Regions from separate parts of the Pan troglodytes genome. Here region 1 is linked to region 2. Evidence: chromatin contacts called from public capture Hi-C data. All regions are on one chromosome and are shown on one strand. Each heading gives the region's core, a stretch centred on a gene start, on an enhancer-like site or on the middle of the called end of the contact. The rest is flanking DNA. Distances are from core to core; before and after follow the strand shown. Region 1 has its middle 82 kb from the start of RCN1. Region 2 overlaps PAX6 (paired box 6).

Region 1 (4,725 bases), core at 1,511-4,010, 370 kb after region 2:
AATCCCACCCAACTGTATGGCTGAAAATGGAGAGGGATGAATTCCCAAAGAAAAAAACTCAAGGTCCCTTAGTGTGAGAAGCTAAGAGTAGATATTGAAGAAGCCCCAACAAATGTCCACCACAATCAACATAATATGTCCAAACTTGTTACTTTATCTTGCCTGATGTGTGGGTATTCAACTGGGGAATTGCTGAAATCTCTAGTAACTTCAACTATGTCACACGGAATTAATTTCAATCCCTCCAGAGAACTGTCATAACTACTAGACTCCTTTGGCTAGAGAAAAATCTCCTTAGCACAACGCTTTTAAGAAAACAAGCCTCCCAACTTGGGTGGGATATCCTCAGACTGCTCCGTTGAAAGCCTGAATATAATCCAGGGATGTTAAGACACAGATACCTCTTGAGAGTTAAAAATTACAGAAAGATTTTTGGAACAAAGTACAAGTATTCTGTTAGTACCTTACAAAGCCATGTCAAATGTGAGGTTGGCAAATCTTCTAATAAGATCCAATAACATGATATAAGGAAATTTGTGCTGTTAAATTTCTGTGAAAGGGTTTTTAAATAAATTTTTTCTTAAGCTCTTTCTATGGACAAGACTGCACCATGTGTACCACAGACTCCAAGGCTAAAAAAGCAAGGAATGCACTTTGAAAAAGAATCATTCTCAATACTACAGTATTCCCCGGTATCTTTCTGCTCCATAGGGCTTTAAAATACCACATTCATTTGAAAGATGGAATGTTCCTCCCAAGTTTATCATCTGTAGCAATTACTGTAATTAACAATCAGGACATCCATAAGGTCAGGGTCCGTTCTGCTCACCATTATGTACCCAAGTCCTAGAACACAGTAGGTGCTCTTTAAATATCTGATGCAATGAAAGGAAAATGAGATTGAATGCATTTTGTAGAAGCCTGCCTATTTCAACACAGCTCAGCCTGAAGACTCGTCCATGTGTTCCTCTATAAATCCCCTAGATGGTTGGGACTGAGGTGAGGGGTTGGTGGTGAGGGAGTGGTTGAGAATGAATGGGATGCTAAAAGATGGCCTAAAAGCACAATGCCCAGTGCGGAGGATTCAGAGGTGGAGAAAATACACGAGCTCACTGATGCTCTGGCCAAGAGAGACATCTAAGTAGCAAGAGCACACGTGACCACACATAACGAAAGGAAGTGTGAAGTGCTGTGGCACAGAGAGGAAGGGGCAATTAATTTTCCCCAGGGGAATCAGGGAGAAATATAAGAAATTATATTATATTAGATTGCAAGTTGTTTTACCAGAAGCTTCCACCGAGACAATATTTAAGACCTCCAGAGACCTAGAGAAATAGTGAGTAGGAGGGCAGGAAGATCACAGGATTGTTAAGTCCCAATCCTCCGAGCCTTAAAGAGTGGCCGATCTGTGTTCATGGATGGATGAGTCTTCCCTTCGCTGCCCCGAGGACCTTTGAGTATGTCCCCTCACAGGCCCACGGGTTCCTGTTCTGCTCGATCAAAGCCCAGCCAGACAACACTGTGTCCCAGGACAAGAAGTTTAGCAGAGAGGGACTGAAAGTTCTTGTTTTGAAAGGATGCAGTGGGTTATTTCCTGCCACGCTATTTTGTTTCTAGCAAAAATTTTAATAAACAGGCTTTCAGAAGAAGGGACTACATCCTCTCTGCTAGATAGATTTGTTTTTGCCACATGGGTTTCAGTGTTCCTAATGAACTGTTAACAAGCTGTCAATTACACGCACAAATTAGGAGAGATGACATGGAGAGGTTTCTATCACAGAGTGTACTCCTAGGCTGCAAATTACAGACCCTTAGGGCCGAGGGCCTTGCCTTTGGACTTTCCAATGATCCCTTTGACCCATATGGGAAAATCATTGCGATTAGGTCCTGGTTTTGGAGGGGAGGGAGGTTTGAAGACCTAAGTTAAAAGTAATTTTTTTTTTCTCTCACTCCAAGTGCTGAAAATTCTCTTGGTTTCTAGCAAATCAAACAGTTAATTCTCTGCTGCAACTTGTAAACCTGTTTAACTTAAATGGGTGCTGACAGAAGACTTCATTCTGTGCGACTTTTATTGTCATTTCTTTTCCAGCCAATTGGCTCCGTAGGCTTTCTGCTGTTTATCAAGCCCCTCTTTGGGCTTCCGGGAATAAACTCCACACAAAGGAAGAAAACTGTGCACGCAAATAACAAACTTTCAGTGTAATTATTCCTGCTCTCTGCCTGTCACTCCTTCCCAAGAGAATCTCCAGAAAGTACCACTTATTCGAGGAGCTCTCAACCTCCCTGGCCTGTTTGAAGTCAGGAATGTGATGCTAGGGGAATGGTTTAGAGCGCCGTCCGCAGTGCTGAGGAAAGCCAAGTAGGCTGGCACATTCTGGGTGGCGGCGTGCCGTTCTCTAGGACACAAAGGGACATGAAAGGTTTTCCGCAGACCCGAAAGAGAAAGGAAACAAAAATCAGAAGTGCTCCCTCGGTGAGAATTGTTGGCAGGGCTCCTCTCACAGAAATCGGATAACAAAAAGACCAGTTACTGGTTAACTTTAAGAAAGAGCCAGCCACGCCAAGGGAAGGGCGCACATTAATAGTGAATGAAATGACCGTGTGCACGGCTTTGTGGTCAAAGGATCCGTGGGAGATTCTGGAAAGGAGGCTGCCCAGAGGGGCTGTCCCTAAACACACGGGGCTGATGGGCCACAGTTGTTCCCATTTCACTCCCATAATGTCAATCGTTTCGCCAGAAAGCCATGGGAGACTCTGTGGGCTGGGCCCTCAGATTTGCAGGGCTGATTCCTGGCCAGCTTAGGTACCCTGTGACTCAGTTTCCTACCTGCTGAAGAACTGGAATGAGGCTGACAATCCCAAAATGATAGGAGATGCCCAGTGGCAGGATCCCTGGTCCCAGATGCAGAGGCTAGGACTGGCTGGGAGGGCTGTGGCCGGCAATCAGGACCCTGGAGGCTCCGATGGTTTCTTCCCTTTCTGGGGCACTGCTGCCTCCTGCTGTCCTGCCTATTAAATCTCAGGTTTCTCCCTCCACCCGGCTAATCAATCACCACCACCCTCTCCCTGGAGACTTCTCCTTGTGTCACCCAGGGTGCCATCACACATCAGGTCCCTCTTCAAGTCTGATCTTAGGTTCTCACTCTACTCTATCCTGCTGTAAGGGAGGAGTCCTGAATTTGGATTCTGAAGGCTCAGGCTCAAGTCCAAGCTCTGCCACTCACTGTGTAACAAGGAATATATTTCTTCATCTTGATGAACTTTGCTTCCTCTTCTGAAAACAGAGATTGGGGACGATGAAGTCTCTGTGAGGTCCAAGTGAGATCATGGGAAAACTCTGTAAACCAGAAGGCAGTCAACCAGAGGTTTAATTTTATTATTTACTTATTATTTATTGAAACAGGGTCTTACTCTATTGCCCAGGCTGGGTGCAGTGGTGTGATCACAGCTCCCTGCAGCCTCAACCTCCAGGGCTCAAGCAATCATCCCACCTCAGCCTCCTGAGTAGCTGGGACTACAAGAGATTGCCACCACACCCAGCTAATTTTTATTTATTTATTTATTTATTTATTTATTTATTTATTTATTTAGTAGACACAGGATCTCCCTATGTTGCCCAGGCTGGTCTTGAACTCCTGGGCTTGAGAGATGTTCCTGCTTCAATTTCCCAAAGTGTTGAGATTACAGGCATAAGCCAGCAAGGCCAGCCTTAAACCAGAGGTTTTAAATTTGCCTCTATCTCTCTCTTTTACTCTTTTAGCAGTGGAACCCTCTTTTCCAAATTAGATCTTAAGTGGAGCCCCAAAAAGGCAGAGCGTTCTGGTAGAAGCAGGGGCAGAGCCCCCAGCCCCTTGGCCACACCCTCCAGGTTCTGGTCCCTACCCCATTGCTGGAAAACCACTGCCCTTGAGGAATATTCACTATTAACTATTAGCAATCAAAAGTATTTTGAAAATGAAGTCCCATGCTATTACTGAAAACATGAATAAGAAGATTAGAAGACAGCCAAACAATGCCCTTCAAAACGTCTGTCCACCTCCTTTTCTTTTTTCTTTCCTTTTTTTTTTTTTTTTTGTTTGAGACAGAGTCTCGATCTGTTGCCCAGGCTGGAGTGCAGTGGTACGATCTCGGCTCACTACAACCTCCGCCTTCCAGGTTCACACCATTCTCCTGCCTCAGCCTCCCAAGTAGCTGGGGCTACAGGCGTCCGCCACCACACCCAGCTAATTTTTTGTATTTTTAGTAGAGACGGGGTTTCACCATGTTAGCCAGGATGGTCTCTATCTCCTGACCTCGTGATCTGCCTGCCTCGGCCTCCCAAAGTGCTGGGATTACAGGCGTGAGCCACTGCACCTGGCCCCTTTTCTTTTTTCTTTTCTTTTCTTTTTTTTTTTTTTTTTTTTTTTGAGACAGGGTCTCATTCTGTCACCCAGGCTGGAGTGCAGAGGTACAATGGTGGTTCACAGCAGCCTGACTGCCTCAGCCCAGGTGATTCTCCTACCTCAGTCTCCCAGGGTAGCTGGGACTACAGGTATGTGCCACTATGCCCAGCTAATTTTTTGTATTTTCTATAGAAACAGGGTGAAACCTGTTTGCCCAGGCTGAACTCGAACTCCTGGGCTCAAGCAATCTGCCCACCTTGGCATCCCAAAGTGCTGGGATTACGGACATGAGCCACCATGCCTGGCCTGACTCCCACCTCTTTAAACACAATTTTTTTTGCAA
Region 2 (4,825 bases), core at 1,865-4,364:
GCCAAGGAACAAGTACACATGGACCTCACTACAGCCATAACCCCAGCAGTGTCCCCAGCCCACTGCCCCTCTTCATAAACACTGCAGCCAGCCTCTGAACCCACAAAGCGCTAAGAACCGGCTCTATAAATCTCCCAAAGATCCCCTCTGAGTGTCACCGCAAACCATGGGTTCTACAGATCCCACACTGAACCTTCAAGGTCTCTGCAGTGTTGGGACAGTGATAGCAAACCTTACAGCCCTTGAGTGCTCCCTTAGACGCTAAAATCCAGAAATGTTTCCATCACCGTCCAAACTGGCCAAGGCCTGGCACAAGCATCTAGTTGGGTTTTGTTTGGTTAGAATAGAAGAAGGAAGAGGAGAGAACAACCAGAGCAGCCAGTCTGTGGCTGGCGAACCCCAGTCCAGGTTTCCGCACCTCCAGTGCAGACGTGAGAGTCAGAGCCCGGGCTCGGCTTCAGCCACAGACAAGTCCGGCCACCGCAAGTAAGGCTCAGAGCCGGGAGTCGGTTCGCACCAGCCACTGCTCGCTTTATTTCCGCCGCTGAACTCCGCCCTCCCCTTAGCCAAGGATAGATATTAGCAAAAATCAAAAACAGAAAAGAAAAAGACCACATCATAGTGTTCCCCATCCGTCCTTTATCTTTGTATCTCACAACCTCATCCCTGTGGTCCAACCTTAGAGAATAGGGAGAGGGAGTTAGCCCCTCTTTGTAGTCCCCCTCCCCAAAAACCACAGACACACAAAGCCAATTTGCCAATTTCCACTTCCTTAAAAATCTCCAACCTGCAGCCCCGACTTAGAGAGCAGCCCTCCCAGGAAAAGACGTGGCTCCCTGTTCAGCTCTCCTCTCCTCTCCTCTCCTCTCTTCTCCTTGGAGCCTACTGATAAATTGACTCCAGGAGCCTGAGCTTCTTAGCAATAAATAAGCTCCAAATATAGAAGAGGGGGGAAAATATGATGAGCCTCTCTGACATTTGTCTTTAAAATAAAACTAGCTGCACGTCAAGTTTGAGCTTAATTTCTGGAAATAGGCGGAAGTCGCTCCGGATCATGCATGGAAGGCTAATTGAAAAGATCAGTCGGGGCGCTTGTGGCAGCCTTGTCACTTTGTGACAGTGCTCCGCTCCGGGAAATTGCATCGTCACGACAAACGGGACAGTGATAAAACGACCCTTTCCGTCCTTATTTGTAGATCACTCAGACGAGATTGAACTGCACTTGTTTCCCCTTCGAGGGGAGCCGCGTTTTCAGGGTAGCCGAAGGCTTGGGGCTAAGGGGGGCCCTCACCGAGGCGCGGGTGGGGGCCTGAGCCTCAACTCGATGAGAAGTGACAGGCGTTTGGGGGATCTGGGCTCCGGCCGGGACCAGCGCAAGCAGGGACTTTGCGGGGACACCGCTTCTCCAACAGAGCAAGGCCTGGCCCACGTTTCCGGTTTCTCCTAACTTCCTTTTATTGCCTTCCTTTGCTTCGCAAGTTCCATCTACCCCTCCAGCTACAGAGCCCCACCTCTAGGCACAGGGAGCTTCCCGGAAAAAGAAAGGCTGTCCCAGAAAGAGACCGAGAGAGACTTTCCAAACTTCGGGCATAGCCACGGCAATTCCCAGTCTGCTAATGCCAAGGCGGGCGCGTGAGGCCGCCTAAATCTAGACCTCCCTCCTCACTCATTTCAAAAAATAACAACGTGCCAGCCACCTCCGCAGCTACCGCCCGCTGGTGCTTGCCCAGGAGACGCCAGGGCCAGAGCGCCACTCCCAGCATCGAAATGGCAGAGAGAAAGCGCAGCTCCAAATTCCCCTTCAGAGGTTAAGCCTCAATCATTGTGTCCCTTCCCTAGGGACTGCTGGCGCTCTCGCCCACTGGCGATGATTATGCGCCTAGAACTCGACCGCGAAGCAACTAATAGGAAAACATATGGTGTCAATTTGGATGCTCCGCGCCTCGCGCACACCCGGGAACGAGCGGCACAAAGCCCTGCGGGCCGGCCCGCGACCCCGCGCCCCTCGGGGCCTGCCAGCCGGGCCGCAGCGACAAACGCTCAGGGCTGCGCGCCCTGGCTGGGGCCCGCCCGAGAGACAGCCTGCGGCTGGGGAGTCTGAGCTCCAAGGGGAGAACCCAGCCGCCGAAGGCGAGCCTACCGGCCAAGCCCTGGGGTCCGGCAGGTTCTGCACAACTACTCCCGCAAAGCTCGCCACCTTTGTGCCGCTTCCTCAGCTACGCGCTTACCAGCTCCGGAAGCACCAGGGGGCGACCGGCGTTTCCAGAACAGATGGATAAGGTGCTGGGGACCCTTCTTAAGCCTTTGTGGTTCGGCCAGGGCAGGCTGCTAGAAGACCCGGGCCTTTCCACACTTCGAGTTCAGTTGAGCCCTGACGCCGTGTGCCTCAACCGTAACCTCAAACCGGGCCTGGTTTCGCTGGGCCTCCAGGCTCCCAGGTCGGAGCTCTAGACTAGCCCTGCCGCGTACCAGCACCCACCACGAACAGGAAGGTGGGTGGGACCCCACGGGGTCTGGGCAGAGGAAAGCAGGGAGGTACAAGGGCCATAAGTATCAAAAGCGCTCTGGGCCTGGGACTATCAGGACCCAAGCAATTGCAGTTGCCAGGGCAGGGATTTTCCAATTCCTGGGCACCTCCTTACCAGACCCAGTAAACCGTGCTCTCTCCCGCGCCCTGTAACAGCGAGCTTACCACCCCTACCCTGCTGCAGGCCTGGGGGCTCCTCTCCCCATCCCTTCTAGGCCCGTAGGTGGGGTGAGGAGGGGAGGAGCTGCCCTGAGAGTGACTTGGGGAGAGAAGCCCCCAACCCCGCTGGGTTGGTGGAGACTTTCAGTCTTGGCTAAGCCCAAAGGGGCCTCCTTCTCACTCAACTAGGAGAAGACTTCGCCCCGCCCTGATCAGCCCAGCCCCTCTCTCCGGGGTCAGAGCCGGGGCAGGGGCGGGAGGGGGTGTGAGTTACAGGATTTGGGGGGGATGGGGTTTCTCTACCGCAGCTTCGAAAACTCGGGCGGGCTGTTCTTAAGGGCCCAGCCCCTGCTTCTCCAGTATGGAGAAAAGCCAAGCAAACGCCCTCCCCTCCCGGGCTGCCGGGCGCGGAGGGGGGAGCAGCCGCCGCAGGTCCCCGGGCCTCAGTGGGTCGGCGGCCGGGCCAGCGCGGGCGTCGCGAGCCCTTGTGTCCTCCCCTGACCCTCGGGTCCGCGCACCCCGAGCCCGAAGTCCCAGAAAGACCAGAGGCACTTACTGTTCTGCATGCTGGCTCTGGCTGGGGGCCGCGGGATTCCACGGGGCTCGAATATGGGGCTCTGTTAGCAAGAAAATAGGAGTTAATCCCCGGGCAGCTGCATCAGGTAGGCCTGAACTCCCAACCGAGGTGGACCTGGGGCTAGGACAGGAGAATCTCCGTTCTTTAGGAATTGATCCACTCAACCGCTTGCGGCGATCTGAGGGTCACCCAGCTCTGCCCTGCAGTGCATACAAAATCTACCCTTTGGGGCTTGAAACAAAGTACTGGAATAACCCCAATCTGTTTCCCCTACATTCTTTAGCAGTTAACCCTTTAATCAGTAGAAGCGATGCCCCAATTTTGATTTTTTTCTTCTATCTGAACTATAGTGAAGAAGCATACTGAAATAGTTTGTTTTGACTGTTTGTGGGTTTTGAGCCCAAAGCAGCCACCACAGAACTTGCCTGAAATCTCGGATGTCTGTCCACTCTCACAATAAAAGGCCTCACACATCTGCGCACCCCTAGTTAAAGTCTTCCCCCTAAGACAAAACAGAAGGAGAAAAAGGTATATCAAGCTGTGGTTCAACAGCATACGTCCATGGGCTCTCTGAGCCTCACTCTCAGGAAAAATACATGCATCTAGGGCTCAGTCAAACTGTCATCAAACTCTAAGTCCCAGCATTACACCCACATTTTCAGCGGCGTCTGCCACAGAAGTCTCCATCCTTTAAAAGAGGCTGCTGTGGTCTGGCTTGGGAGAATTGGAAAATCTAGCAAGTTCGGATCCCACTTTGCAAAAATATAAAGAACCAGGAAAAGGGGAAGGGGGAAACAGGAGGAACAGTGGAGTAAGGAGTAGAGGCCAAGAGCTGAGGTTGAGGGGGTGTGAGGGGAGAGGAATACCTGAAGTTTGGAGACCAGGGGAAGGGAATCTTGGAACTTCCTGGTGCCGGAGAGCATAGGCTGGAGCAGTTTGGGAGGGCTGCGGGGCCATACTCCCTCCTTCCTTAAGGAACTTCACAAGACCCCCAGAACCCAACACTCTGCTTACCCTTTATCTTCTGCTCCTCTCCCTACACCAAAAAAACTTCCCAATGGCCCCCTCTCCATCTACCTCCCAGCTTTCTGGGACTTTGAAAGGGGCAAGCCCAACTTTTTATCCGAAACCTCACTTATTGTGATTAACTTCTCTTTTGGCGTTTAGATCTTCACCCCTTTAACTGTACTGTGACACACCCTGTCTACCTCGCCTCACTGCTTTAAAAAGTACGAACAGGAGGGGGTGAGCGTGGTCGACAAAGCCGACAGACGGCAAACAATGGCTTCTATTCTCCAGCTTTCCTCGAACCCAAGGAGCAAAACCGAGTCTCCCTAACCAGCAACACAGCTTCCAACCAAATGTACCAACAACCCACCAACTCACAAAGGGAACAGAGAGACGCTTCTAGCTTCATAAGCCCTGACCCAGTGCAGGGTTCCCCGAGGCTGCTCCCGTACGAACACCTCCCTACCTTTCCCAAAGGAAAAAAAAAAAAAAGTCTTTTGGGTGAGTGGAGGAAATAGAAAAGTAATTTCTTGTTGTAAATATCTGGAGGTAAT

The links. Capture Hi-C pulls out chosen DNA fragments and counts their contacts.
Region 1: a contact with region 2 is called in a capture Hi-C map of stem cell-derived neural stem cells, with 2.8 times the contacts expected there. The contact joins two enhancer-like sites. A contact is called at or near these places in 1 of 7 Hi-C or Micro-C datasets (stem cell-derived neural progenitor cells), 1 of 1 datasets of contacts at active chromatin or transcription factors (stem cell-derived excitatory neurons) and 1 of 1 other capture datasets (stem cell-derived neural stem cells).

The regions. Positions count from the first base shown.
Region 1 is chr9:36,169,976-36,174,700 of NHGRI_mPanTro3-v2.0_pri, forward strand. No RefSeq gene overlaps it. Among named protein-coding and RNA genes, the nearest start is that of RCN1, 82 kb to the left of the region's middle. Within about 2 kb of position 2,761, at least 5 of the 24 cell types and tissues checked have an H3K27ac peak or open chromatin away from gene starts, as enhancers often do. A contact at or near this core is called in stem cell-derived neural stem cells, where this site is marked.
Region 2 is chr9:35,802,662-35,807,486 of NHGRI_mPanTro3-v2.0_pri, forward strand. PAX6 (paired box 6) reads right to left here. Exons shown (of 14, transcript XM_054662190.2): 3 at 3,689-3,765; 4 at 3,243-3,303. The coding sequence starts at 3,252. Among named protein-coding and RNA genes, the nearest start is that of PAX6, 12 kb to the right of the region's middle. Within about 2 kb of position 3,115, at least 6 of the 24 cell types and tissues checked have an H3K27ac peak or open chromatin away from gene starts, as enhancers often do. A contact at or near this core is called in stem cell-derived neural stem cells, where this site is marked.